2 separate regions of the Sus scrofa genome follow, and region 2 is linked to region 1. A link is a contact called in public promoter capture Hi-C data. All regions are on one chromosome and are shown on one strand. Each heading gives the region's core, a stretch centred on a gene start, on an enhancer-like site or on the middle of the called end of the contact. The rest is flanking DNA. Distances are from core to core; before and after follow the strand shown. Region 1 overlaps IFT122 (intraflagellar transport protein 122 homolog). Region 2 holds the start of PLXND1 (plexin-D1).

Region 1 (6,537 bases), core at 1,732-4,231:
CACGTGGGGTGGCCAGGTTCTTCCTTCCAGGTGGTGCCTTTGTTGACCTGCCTCCCAGAGGCTTGAGAATGTGAAGTGAGTCATCAACCTCAACCAGTTAGAGGCTGTTAATGGTAATGAACTAGCTCACAAGCTCAGGATGGGAAATCCTCCCCGCTTTTTTCTACTTTTCTCTTCCTAAAGATGGCTGTGCTCTTTTATCTTCTACCATCTCTGAGGTCCTGGGTCGCTAAGATGTGGCCCAGGCTGGTCACCTGTGCCTGGCTAAGCCCCTGCCCCCCCCATCTGTTCCTTGACTCCATCCCTCAGATCCAGGGACTTTGGGTGTCCCCCTTTTGCCCTCTTCAGTTTTTGTTACCTGCCCACCAATGTAGCAATGTGTTCACATGGAGAATACCTTAAAAACAGCATTAAAACCAAGGACGAAAGCTTGAACTAAAGGATTGAATCCCTGGGGGTAGGATTTAGGCATTTGGAATAGCTGGTTGTGGTTGTTCTTCAGGACTAACAGCTCCTGGAACCTCTGAGAAGTCCCAGTGGGCAGCTGTGGCACAGGAGATAGCACTCTGCGGTACTGTCCAGAGAGTGGGCGCGAGTCCTGGCCACCCTGTGGGTGACCTGGGGAAAAAGGCTCTTCACTTTGCTGAGCCTCCATTTCCTTCTCAGAGGGTAACCTAGCCCAGCTCAGCTTAGTTCTGAGAATTGCACAAAGTACTGAAGGAAGAAGCCCTTTACAAAGGCTGCGCAGTAGAATGGACAGGAGAATGAGTGGGGCCAGGCATGGCGGTCCTTCAGACCTCCCTGGGCGGCCCGCCTGGCACCTCCGGTGGGCTTCGTGCACCTGCAGCCCCACCCAGGAAGGCACCCCATTTACACAGTCTATCTGGTCTGCCTCTCCATGGAGGTAAACACGCTGGGGGTGTTTTTGGTTTCAGTGTTTGATCACAATTCCAAGTAGGTTGGTTCTGTTTCAATCCCCTCATAGTCTGAGTTTGAGAAAATGTGTACATACACATTATGGTGGGGCTGGGGGTGGGGAGATACAGTGCTTATTAACATGGCATGTTTTTGTTTACTTGAAAATTGCTTCCCAAGATTCAATCTGGTTTTCGGAAAATTTTTAAATTACATTCCCACGTACAAATAAATTGTACGCTTTCCGGATAAGTGACATGTTTATATGGTGATAAAGGGAATTATAATGCTCTTAACTCTTATGTAGTATGTCCTTATCAAAATCACCAAGCATGAGAACATTGTTTAGTCTCATTCATCACTCGGCACGGCCTCTTTCTGTCCACTCCAGGACAGAGTCTTTGCCCTGGCCCCAGATAACGTATAAATTAGCTTCATGGAACCAAAGAACCTTTGGAAACCCAGTTTGTTGAGCCTTGAAGGACCATTTAGACTCTGCTTCAATTAGGCTAGAGCTCTGGGGCTGGAGGAAGCTTAAGCCTGTGGGCTCTGTGCCTGGCTGATCTCCTTACCAAGGACCCTTGACCTTTCTCACCACAGGCACCCCGGGTCCACTGAGCACTCACTGTGATGTCTGTCTTCTCCAGCTGCCCTGCCGCTAAGGAGCACAGGTGGTTCTGTGCTCCTCACTTAACCAACCAGGTTAGCAGGGCCTCTGGTTTCTTGTTGGAATAAAGAGTACACTCTGCAGCTCCCAAGAGTAAAGGCTATGTCTGTAATGGCCTAAACCAGCCATCTCTAGATGGTCAGCAGCTGCCTTCCAAGCCCTTGCTCTCCCGTGTGTGTGCTCTGCAGAGCCCACAGGCCAGCAAGGTGGGCCTGCCTTTTATTGGACTCTCATCATCAGGGTCTTGATGCACCTTCCACCCCTGGAAAGAATTGGTTGTCTTAGGCCAATCTAATATGTTACTTTAGGAGCTGCACAATTACCCTGAAAGCAAATGGAAAAAGAGAGAGATAATTGTTCAAGTGGGTTTTTAGCATACATTGACTGCTTTTCTGACAAGCAAGTGCTCATCACGGGGAAAGGAGTGCTTTTTTGTGCTTTCTGAGCTCGACATGGTGCAGCCTCTACAGGATACATTATTCTGAGACAAACCACTTCTTAGGAGGAATGCAGAGCTGGTCTCTAAGCACCTCCAGTTTCCCTTTTGAAAAGCCCCACCTTAAAAATTGTCAGCACCAAAGCTGCCTCAACTATGGTGACCCCCCACACAAAGATTGTGGGTAACTGTATCCTGCCTGAAAAGAGGTGATTTTTGGAAGTGATTTCTGATGCATTCTAGGGCTACTTCAGAGAAGCAGCCAGGGCCCTTCAGATGCCCTCTTGTGCCTATGGCCTGACCCCTGAGCCTCCAGATCCACAGGCTTCTTTTCCTCCACACCCCCTCTCCACATCCCTTCCCCTGCCTGAGCTCCTGCATGCCTCCTGCAGACCTGACCTCAGGACAGGGTCTGATACTATCTGGTTGAGAAGTAATTAATCAAAACCACCTGTGCTCCTTATTGGCCCTGGGCAAAGCCAAGGGGACATGGCCCTAAGTTCAAGCAGCAGAATGTGAACAGAGTCAGAAAGCAGAACCAGTAATACTTGCAGTGTGGTGGCGGCTGAGGACTCTTCTAGACTGTAAACCATTTTATCTGTATAAGATTGGGGGACCTCATACTCAGCCTCACTCAGAAGCATGTGGTGTCATCCTTGCTTTCTGAATAAAGATTTTAGGTCTGAGTATTCAAGATTGGGTAAAGTCAATATATGGGAATAGTCATATATACATCAGACTCTGTATGAGGCAGAAACAAGTACCCTGATCATAAACCTTCCATACTGTGGACTTTCTGTACAGTACTCCAAAAAGTCTGGAAAGTGTTGTTTAGCTGAGGCACAAATGTCCATTAGTGGGAAGGGCAGGAAACATTGAGGGCCATAGTCCTTGACACTGTCTGAGTGCCCCCAGGAGCACCTGTGAGGCGGCCTGGGCGCCTCCTCCCTTGGCACCTGGACCTCCCTCCTGTCTGCCCCACGGGACCAGCTCATGCCTATATCCTGACTGCCTGCTGCAGCCAAACGGTCCCTTCCTTGCTCCAGCATTCAGCAGCCTGACGTCATGCTGGAGCAGGAAGTTCTAATCTGGAGTGTTTTTGTTTGTTGTGCTTCCTCAGGATTTCCTTGGATCTGGAGACCCCAAAGAAACAAGGATGCTGATCACCAAACAGGCCGACTGGGCCAGAAATATCAATGAGCCCAAAGCTGCTGTGGAGATGTACATCTCAGCAGGCGAGCACAGCAAGGCCATAGAGATCAGCGGTGACCATGGCTGGGTGGATACGTAGGTTTTCAGTCCCTTCCCCGAGAACATTTGGCAGCATGTCATGTCACATCAGCTCTTGGTTTTGCCTGACAAGGGAAAAAGTAGTGTTTCTCTAAATATCTAATCCAAAGTTGATAGTGATCAGCTTTGGGGAGACACAGAGATTGAATGAGGCAGTCGCTGCCTTTGAGAAGCTCAGCGAGGCTCTGGGGGAAAGGGTGGCAGGGAGGGGTGGGCGAGCACCCCAGGCCTGGGGCTGCCATTCCCTGAATCCTCCTCATGAGCACCTTGGTTCCCCTCTCACACCCTCAGCCTTGGTGTTTTCATGCCCACCTTGCAATGAGGAAACCGCGGCTCAAGGACTGAGTGATCACACAAGGCTAGACAGCAGGGAGTTGGTGGAGCAGAGCTCCAGACTGATCTCAGTGCCTATGACCTGTATAATGGTAGGACTTGCAAAGAGCAAGAAAAGTCCTAAGCATGCCAGGGAGGGGCATAGCCATTCTCAAGGGAGGAACCTCGGGCGTCTTCTCCTGGGAAGTGGTTTTTGCGTGAAGCGCCTTGGACGGATTTCAGGAGGTAGAGATGGTGGGAAGGGAAGGATGTGCAGAAGAAATAGCACAAGTTGGCCAAATTTGGGTAAGGGGTCCAGAAGAGGGCAGGTAGAGGATGCTGACTGTGGGCAGGGGCATCCGGGCTGGCCTCACAGGGCACCAGGGGCTCTTGGGTGCCAAGTGGAGGCACTTAGATTTGTCATTTGGGGGTGGGGACCCCTGGTTGGGGCCGTGCTGTCGGAAGCCCATTCCGGTAGCAGGTAGAAGGGAGGGAAAACTCGAGGAGGGAGACCAGTGCAGAGGACCAGGGGTTAGTGGGACAGCTGAGGGAACAGGAGGGACGTGGGGGAGCTGGACTGATGGGACCTGATGTGGGGGGTGGGGGCTCTCAGGGCAGCACTGGCAGCTGATTCTGAGCTCTGGGCCTGTTGGCTGGTGATGCCACTCGCTGAGACAGAAAACAGCACTGGGGCGGGGCTATGGGACAGAGGTGGATTCCAACTTAGGACTCTCAGAGCATCAGACCTTCTAGAGGGAGGGCTTTCCCCTCCCACTGTCAGGGAGAGTGGGCTTCGTGTTCACCTGTGTATGCATGTGCGTGTGTGTGCACAGTGCCAGCTGCCACGGCTGCAAAGAAGAGGTAAGGGAGCGGCCCTTGAGCTTGGCTCAGTCTGAGTCCTGAAGGTTGCTGGTTGTTGTGGAAACCACACTGTTGTCCCCAGGTGGTTACAGCTCAGGATTCAGGAGGGAGGGGGCTAGTTGAGGACTACATCGCCCTGAACCCCACCTTGTGCTTGGTGTGACCCCTCACAAAGGGACCTACTACCCCATCTGTCTCTTGTCCAAAAATAACGTTTCTTGAAGATAAAGGTGCAGATTTTGCCCTTGCAAATTATTGCTTTTGTGGAAGGGGTGCTATGGGAGAAAACCAGGCAGATTTAGGGCCCCTGTTCAACCCTCTAGTTTTTCACATCACTTCCATTTGTAGCTGATATGTATCTGGTTACCCTGGGGACACTTAACTAGTTCAGAAAAGAGACTTTAAGCATGTTCTATCCTTTTTCCAGGTCTGGATGGAAAAGGTGCCTTTCCTCCAGAGACATGTGGTTTAATGGGTGGGGCTGGGGGGGTTCTAAGGGTTCCTGTGCCACCTTTCCCTAAAAATGTGTCCTTTCTCTGCCGAAAAGTGTTATTTTTAGCCGCCATTATTATTCTAAGTACAGATTGACAGGCCTCCCTGAGCCTGCCTGTCTCTGAGACGGGGATCTGTTACAGCTGCTTCCCCTTCTTTTCTCACAAAGAGCAAGCTGGGTAGAACCCCCTTCCCCTGGGAGAGCTGGTTTTGCTCCAGCCTGGTCTGACCAGAGGAAATAAGCACTTTCCATCCAGCCCCCATGTCCCCATGAGCTGTGGAGGAGCTGGTGCCCACTGGGGAGAAGAGGTGAACCCGTGGTCCCTATGGCCCCTCACCCATGGTCAGCACCTTTCCTCCAGAGCTCAGAGCAGAACCCGCACATGCCTCTTCCTGTGGAGGTGCTGTCACTGAAGGCTTTATACACCTCTGCCTGTGCTTTCCTATAAGAATTCCTGAAATGGTGGTGGAAAGGGCTGTGTGCTACTTGCTGGCCACACAGTCTTGGGTGGGCCACTACCCTCTCACTCTAGCCTTGGTTTTCTCTTCTGTAAACTGGGAATGCTAGCTCCACTCCTAAAAGTGGTGAAGGGTCAGTGAGATCACACAGGTGAAGACTCATGGTGCTCAGCTTAAGGCCTTTAGCTGATCGGCAGATGTTTATTTCTAGCCCCAGATCTTGCTGGATAGGTTCGTGATTCCTGTGAAAGGCATGAGAGCAGGAGATGGTATCCTTCACAGGCAGCATTTCTGGATTATGTGTTCACTCAAAACCTCCTATCGAGCATCAAGAGCCATGGCACTGTGCCATGCCCTGGGGCCACCAGCAGAAATCGACACCTAGCCTGCTCTTAGGAAGACCCAGATGTCCCCTGCACCCCTTCTAGGAGCTCATCTCCTCCCACGTTCTCGCCACTGCAGGCTCATCGACATTGCCCGGAAGCTGGACAAGGCGGAGCGGGAGCCCCTGCTGATGTGCGCTCACTACTTCAAGAAGCTGGACAACCCTGGCTATGCTGCTGAGACCTACCTAAAGATAGGGGACCTGAAGTCCTTGGTTCAGCTGCATGTGGAGACCCAGCGCTGGGATGAGGTGAGCATAGGGTCACTGCCTGAACCCCGGGCGACAGGGGACCTGGGAAGTATGGGGGAGAGCGGCTGTGCTCATTGTGGATGTGAACATTGGCCTGGCAGTTAGGAGACTCACCCTTGAATTCTCTGAGCCAAATGTCCTGGAGGGCCTTTCCATATCGTTTGCTGACTCATTCATTCATTCAGAAAATCCTGCTGGCCTGGTGGCTCTGTGCCCACCGTGTGATAAACACTGGGGATGGGAGGATTAACACGGCAGCCCCCACTGCCTTCTGCTGATCTGAGCTGCTTCTGACCAGCACCATGGGCTTGACGCATCACTGACAAGGAGGCACACCTGTGTGACATTTAAAGCCTGCTGGGTGGCATTGTGGCAGAAAATGCCACCTGTACTTTCCAGGTGCAGGCTGCCAAAGCCATTTCAGGGGCCAGCTCCTCCTCCTCCCCCTTGCCACTGCCTCTCAACTCCTCT
Region 2 (6,760 bases), core at 3,389-5,888, 110 kb after region 1:
GTATCTGCAAATGAAGGAGTGACTATTGCCTGGAAGATGACACCAGCCTCCACCTACGCTCCCTACTTCTCATCTTTCCTTCCCACCAGCCACCTGGGGACGTTCTAAAGTAGTTACATTAAAGATAGTGACAGCACCTGCAAACACGTGGCCCAGGCACGCTACTTGGGTGCTGCACCGGTGGTATCTCATCTAACACCAAAACGGTCCTATGAGGTCAGTACTTTTCTCATCCTCATTCTACAAAGAAGGAAACTGAGGCGCTCATCCAGCTCAGACCCTCTAGCTAAAACCCTTCATGGCTCCCCGGGTCCCCAGGACAGAGTCCCATTTCTGCAATACGGCAGGCCCGCCCGCCTCCCCCAGCCACACTGACCACCTTCTTTGCTGTTTCCCACCTCCAGGCCTTTGCACAGGCTGTTCCCTCTGCTGTTCCCCTCTCTCCTCCGGCCGGCCTCCCGCCGTTAACTCCTGCCCATCCATATACCTCTGCTTGGATATCACGTCCTCCTGAGGCCTAGCCATCTCTCTCTAGGCTCCCTCTGCCCAGGTCCCCCATCATAGCACTCATCCTTCTGGGCCATAAGTGCCTTGCTACACATCTGTCCCCTGCATGGTCCATGACAGCAGAAAGCAAGGGAGTGACCACAGGTCCCCAACGCACAGCAGAGGGCTAGGTACACAGGAGGGGCTTAGGAAATGTTGATTGAGGCATCCATCTGGCACTAGAGATGGGCTCTTTACTGTTGTAGAACAAGCCAAAACAGGTCAAGGTTTGCTGTCCAGGACCAGGCCCAGACCTTGGCTAATAACGAGAATAGCAGACAACCACCAGGTGCTCACTATGGCCAGGTATGAAGTGCTTTACATTAGTTAACTCAGCGAGTCCTTATTAATCCTTAGAGATTTTATTGCCCCCACTTTACAGATAAGGAAACTGAGGCTCAGAGAGGTTAAGTCACTTGTCAGGGTCACACAGCTGGGAAGTGAAGGAGTAGGATTTAACCCAGGGTACAAAGTCCAAGTTCTTAGCCTATAACTGGGGAACCTGGAGCAAGTATAACTACCCCCCTCCCATCCCCGTCCAAGGCTAGAGGCTGAGATCCTGGGGCCTTGGACACATCTGGAAGACACTGGCCAGGAGCACTGGCCTGTGCATGGGGAAGGGGAGTGGGGTGAGGAGGACAAGGCAAAGAGGTCAAGGAGGGCCAGGAACCTACTCCACCTTGGGGTGGGGAGGAGGCCCTTGGCTATTCTGTCCCTAGGGCTGTCCCTGGAGAGGCCCTGCCCCCTAAGGAAAGGGAGGCCCCAGCCCGCTTCAGCAGAATGAGTCACTGTACCAGGCCAGGCTGAGGACGAGGGACCGTGGGAACCAGGCTGGTTCCTGCCAGAGGGGGAGTGGGGGGGCTGTGGGGCCTGAGGAATCCCACACCGCAGCCTGGAGGGATAGGCAGCCTGGAAAGGGCCAGGACGGCCCTTCCCACAGGCTTTTCCCTCTGGGAGCAGGGACTGAGCCCCACTCACCTCCCCAGGCTCTCAGACCCCAGAAACAAAGCCTGTGCCCTCAGGCTGTGATGTCCTAACCACAGTGCTGGGGGCCACCCCAACCAGGCCGGCCCCTGCGGTTGGCAGAGGCTCCTGGGCCCGTCTGCCTGCTCACCCACTGTGACCTTTACCATCAGGGCAGCCGGCCAGCCGGGCGGTGGGCAGCATGGGGACCCAGCTGCAAGCAAAGGAATCTGCGTTTTCTCAAAGCCCCAGTGTTGGGCACACCCACAGGGGAATAATTAACCTCATGAGCTTGCCAGGGCCTGAGGATCACGGAGAAGGGATGGGGCAGGGCTACAGGGGGCCTGGCCCCAAGGAGGAGAAGGCTGAGTTCTGCGTTTTGAGAAGTTAAGGCTTCCCCCGGGAGTGGCCAGGTCTCCTCACAGACTCAGTGCGGAAAAGGCACAGGGACACCTCCCAGGACCCCCTGAAGAAGTGACCCCTCCTTGATGGGCTTCCTTGAGTGGAACCACACAAAGTTCCCCCTTGTACTGGGCCCCTGTGTCATGTCCCCCCAAGAGACATCAATCCCCCAACCTGGCTCACTAGTCACTGCCCAGCCCAGCCCAAGCCCCAGCTGCTGTGGTCCTACCACTGGTCCTCCCTGTCCCCTCCCGCACTCCGGTGCTGCATGCAGTCTGCTCACCTCTCTCCACTCTCCCGAGGCCAGCACCTTTTGACCCAGCCACTGGGACTCCTCTAACACACACCCTGAGCTGTGAGGCAGCAAGGGCTGGGCAGCATTAAGAACACAGATGCTGGGGCCAGACAGCCCAGATTCAAATCCTGCCTCTGCTGCTTCCTAGCTGTGTGATCTTGAACAAGTTCCTTAAACTCTGTGCCTCAGTTTTTTTATCTGTAAAATGGGGATGAGAACAAAGTATATCTTCATGTTACTGTTAAAAACCTAGAGTTAGGCCATGGGGTATGTATCCCACAACTGCTCCTGCCTTCCCCACTAGCCCCCATGCCTGGTGCAAGTGTAACACTCAGTAAATTGTGTTGAATGAGTGAATAAAAGTTGGCCTCAGGAACACACCTCTTTGCCAACCAGTGGCCCCCTGAAGAGTGCCTATTGGTTCCCAAATGCCTGTGTCCCTTGCCACATATCCCACTGTGCACCTAGGCCCACCCTGTTGCACCAGTGTCCCTGCTGCACGTACCTTGCAACTGCAGGGCCATGCTCCACACCTGCCTGCCTCCCTGCACACCTGCCACACCCGTGCACACATCTGCCAACTCCCAAAGGCAGCCCTGATGGGCTCACAGAGCTGGCCCAGAACACATATTTGATCAGACACTGCACTCACTTGCTGTGCCTTCAGCTTCAGCCCTGAAACACCTGTGACCACCAGCGGGCTGCGCACAGTTGGCTCTCTCTCCAGCGCCCACCTGGAGACCAAGACCACTCCCACACACCTAGATATGCGTACCTGTAATTCAGCAGGCAACTTAAGTGCCCCATGCTCACACCTGAGCCATATTCACACTAAGTCCCCCCACCACTTCGGCTAACACCTGCATCCCCGCCTATATCCTGTCGAGTATACCTGGGTCCCCGCAAATGCATTTGTGGCCCAGAGTACACACTCGGGTCCCCGTACACGCATATCTGGGTTGCATCACGGTCACACCTTGCCCAGTTACACAACTTGCCCAGTTACTGTACGCTCTCCCTCGATGGTCCCTCGCACCCTCGCACCCCGGCGGCCCGGGCGTACCTGGATGTTGAGCTTGCGCTCACAGGCTGGCCCGGTGCCCTGCACCACGCTGTCGAGCACCGCCACCACGTCGGGTGCGGGGTCCACGAAGCAGGCGTTGCGTGCGGCGCGGATTGCGGCTTGCACGTCGGCGAAGCGGAAGGCACAGAGCGCCGCAGGAGCTGTACGGGCCGCCAGGGCTCCCTGCGGCCGCTCGAAGACCGCAAAGAGCCTCTCTCGCGCGGGAAAGACCGATACCAGGCGGCTGTAGAGATCGCCGCGGCCCGCGCCGCCCGCGCACTGCAAGCCTAGCTGGATGTAGGACTCAGTGAGCTTCTTGGCGTCGCCGCCGGCGCCGCGGGGCAGGCAGATGCGCGCCAGCAGGCTCCGCGCCTGGCTCTCCTTGTCGCCCGCGCGCGCCTCGCTGTTGAGCGCCAGATACGCGTAGGTCTGGGCTCCCGGCTGCGGGTCCGGAGGATGCAGGAAGGCGCGCACGAAGCCCAGCTTGTGCTGCTCCTTGGCGCTCTGCTTGATCTTGAGAATGTTGTCGTCGGAGGGATTGAGGTCGAAAGTGAAGAGCTTGGCTAGGTCGCCGCGCGCATCCAGGGAGCGGATGGAGATTTCGGGCGTGTTCTCGAAGCGGTGGTCCTCCAGGCTGGAGTTGCGCGGGAAGAAGGCGCTGCCGTAGCCCGTGTACGTGGCGCCCACGAGCAGGCGACTGCCCCCGGTGCCGGCGGCCGGCGGCAGGACCAGCCCCACGGTGGACGCGTTTGGGTGGTTGGCCGCCACGTTCAGCATGCTGGGGAACACCGTGACGGGCTGGGCGGGCGGCGCGGCGGGCGGGAAGTGCACCGCCACCGCCGAGATGTTGCCCCGCCGCCGCAGCTGGCAGAAGCCCTGGTAGATGGAACCGCACACGACCACCAGGCCCTGGCCCGGGTCCAGCTGCAGGATTTTGTTGTAGTTGTCAGTGAGGCGCCGCGGGTGCTCGCACGAGGCCTGAGGCAGCTGCGGGGCGTGACACAACGGGCTGTCCGCCACTGGGCCCACGGCCGCCTCGGCCTCCAGGCTCAGGTTAGCGCCCGACAGCTGGTAGAGGCGGTTGACGGCCGCCAGGTACACCGTCCCCGCCGCGCCGTCCAGGGCGAAGTTGTTGGTGGGCGTGGGCGAGGGGAACCGGCGCTGGATCTCCAGAGCGTCGATCCGCGCCGCCCCCAGGAACAGCAGAAGCAGAAGCGGACACGACGGGGCCGGGAATGGCGGGCGCCGCGGCAGGGGGCTGGCCGCGGCGGCCCGGGCGCTAAGGGGTGCGCCGCCCGCGGCGCGACGAGCCATCCGGGCGTGCGCGGGCTGCGCGGCGCGGCGAGTGCATGGGGCGCGGCGCGGCCGGGAGCCGGGAGTCCGGAGGCGGCAGGAGGCGGGGGGCGGGCCCGGGCCGCGAGGCGCTTCCTGCCCGCGCCAGCCGCCCCCGGCCCCGGCGCCCCGGCCGGGCTCAGCAGCTCAGCGCAACCCGGGGGCGGGACGGGGGCGGCTCCGCTGCGGACACGCCCTCGCGCCCCGCCCCCGCCGCGCCCCGCCCGGCCGCGCCCCGCCTCCTGGGCCCCCTCCCGCCCGGGGCCCACCTCCCCTGGCGTCCCGGGCCTCAGCCCCCGGCTGCCACCCTGCCCTCCGGCTGCCGGGCCCCCGCTCGGCTGTCGGTGTGTCCCGCCGCCCCGTGCCCTCCAGGACCTTCCCGCGCGGCGACCGCGGCCCAGGGCTCCCTTCCCGGTGCTGCCTCCGCCTCCGTCGCTGGTTGCTTTAGTTCCTTCTCCCTCTTGGCTGTTTGGCCTGTCTCTCGGGCTTGTTTTATTTTTTCCTTCCTTTTTTCTGCCGTCTCTGTCTCTCTTCCCTTCTCGATGTCTGTCTCTCAGTGTCTCCCTGTCTCTGTGCTCCCCCTCCACCCCCACCCCCCCGACTCCTTGCGTGTTGTCGCTCCTTGTCTCAGTCTCTGCTTGTCTTTCGCTCTCCGTGTTACGTCGCCCCCACCCCCACTTTCTCCCCTGTATCCTCTCTCCCTTCTCTCCGTTTTTCTGTGCCTGGTTCTCCTCCCACCTCCCCTACCCCGGTCCCCTCGGCCAGTCTCTGTCTCCCTCCCTCTCTTTCTCTCCATCCCTCTACCCGCTCTGTCCACCCTCCTCTCTGGCGCCCTCCCCCTCTCTCTCCTCACTCTCCACTCCCTTTCACAGGCACCCCCAGGGGCAGCTGGGGAGGGGGCACCACCCCATTCAATCCCATGATCTGTCCTTCAAACCCCAGCCCCAAAAGAGGTTGGACAGGTGACAGGGACAAAGGGACCAGAGCTCCAGGGTCAGACATGAAACAGGGAACGTGGAGAGGAACTGTTTCAGGCCTGTGCCAACCGGGGGGCCACCCAGAGTAAGATGTCAGTCCTGGAGGATGATGGCCCTAGGACGCCCACAGTTGCCTCCTCTGGAGACCAAGCTGCCCTCCCACTCACTTTATTTGGGACTCTGGAAGGATCTAAAATCCTCCCAGATTTAGTGGAAGATCAGCCACAGGTGAGCTGGCACTGGGCCTACTTCTCCTTTCACCTGGGAGGAGCAGGTGAGCACTTGGGGCCCAGGCAGGCAGTGATGACTACAGGGCCATAGAGCCTGCATCAGGAGTATGCATGGCCTTGGCCACAGTGGGTGCCAAGGTGCAGTTCGCCCCCTGCCAGGCACTCTGCCAAGCCCTTCACCCACACAGCCACCTTCTGAGGCTGGTACTATTATAGTCCCACCTTATAGATGCAGAGCCTGAGGCCCCAGAGGTGAAGGGACTGGCCCAAGAGGCACAGCGCTTAAGGAGCAGAACTATGACCTTTGAAAGCCCAAGTCAGCCAGCTCCAAACATCCACCCCCCTCAACTTTCCTCCGGCCCCAGGCCAGCTCCAGGCTCTCAAAATGGGGGACTCCCACATGGTGGGTGCACATGGTACCTGTGGTCCCGGCTCTGAGGGTGGCACGGCCTCCCTCACCTGGCCAGGAAGGAAGACAGGGGGTTTCTCTGGGCCCCGGGGGGTAGGCAGGGAAGCCCAGGCCTAGAGCTGGCCCCCACTTCCCCAACACCTTTGCCTTCCTGCCATCAGCATCTGCCCATCACGCCTGCCTTTTTCCAACCCCTCTGTCGGTCTGGCCACTGCTTTGCTAGCCAGGAGTATTTAACACGGGAAATCAGAGGTTCTGCTTCTGGGGCCCCATCCCCCACCCCTGAGGCCCAAGGCCACTCAGGGGACAGCTCAATGGAACTAATGCCCCCACCTCCACCTCTGGGTGAAGCGCACTCATGTGCCACCCGTGGATTGGGACCAGGAGCCCCTCAGGAACGCAGGCAGCTGCCTCAATGCCCCTCGCCCCACCCTCCCTGGAGCTCTCCCCAGCATCCCTCTATCTCCTTCTCCATCTTTTTCTCATCTTTCTCCAGCCTTCCCCACCCCATCTCTGGTTTTGTCTGTCTTCTTGCTCCTCCTG

What was found. Promoter capture Hi-C pulls out the DNA fragments that hold promoters and counts their contacts.
Region 2: a promoter capture Hi-C map of liver shows a contact between it and region 1, with 8 times the contacts expected there. The contact joins the promoter of PLXND1 here to the enhancer-like site in region 1. A contact is called at or near these places in 4 of 5 promoter capture datasets (fetal liver, fetal skeletal muscle and liver), 14 of 47 Hi-C or Micro-C datasets (adipose tissue, blood, embryonic fibroblasts and 7 more) and 2 of 2 datasets of contacts at active chromatin or transcription factors (alveolar macrophages and skeletal muscle).

What each region holds. Positions count from the first base shown.
Region 1 is chr13:68,881,745-68,888,281 of Sscrofa11.1, forward strand. It overlaps IFT122 (intraflagellar transport protein 122 homolog), which reads left to right. Exons shown (of 30, transcript XM_021069363.1): 18 at 3,139-3,305; 19 at 5,895-6,066. Among named protein-coding and RNA genes, the nearest start is that of RHO, 24 kb to the right of the region's middle. Within about 2 kb of position 2,982, at least 9 of the 83 cell types and tissues checked have an H3K27ac peak or open chromatin away from gene starts, as enhancers often do. A contact at or near this core is called in adipose tissue, liver, skeletal muscle and 1 more, where this site is marked.
Region 2 is chr13:68,991,987-68,998,746 of Sscrofa11.1, forward strand. PLXND1 (plexin-D1) reads right to left here and starts at 4,639. Exons shown (of 35, transcript XM_021069364.1): 1 at 3,270-4,639. The coding sequence starts at 4,583.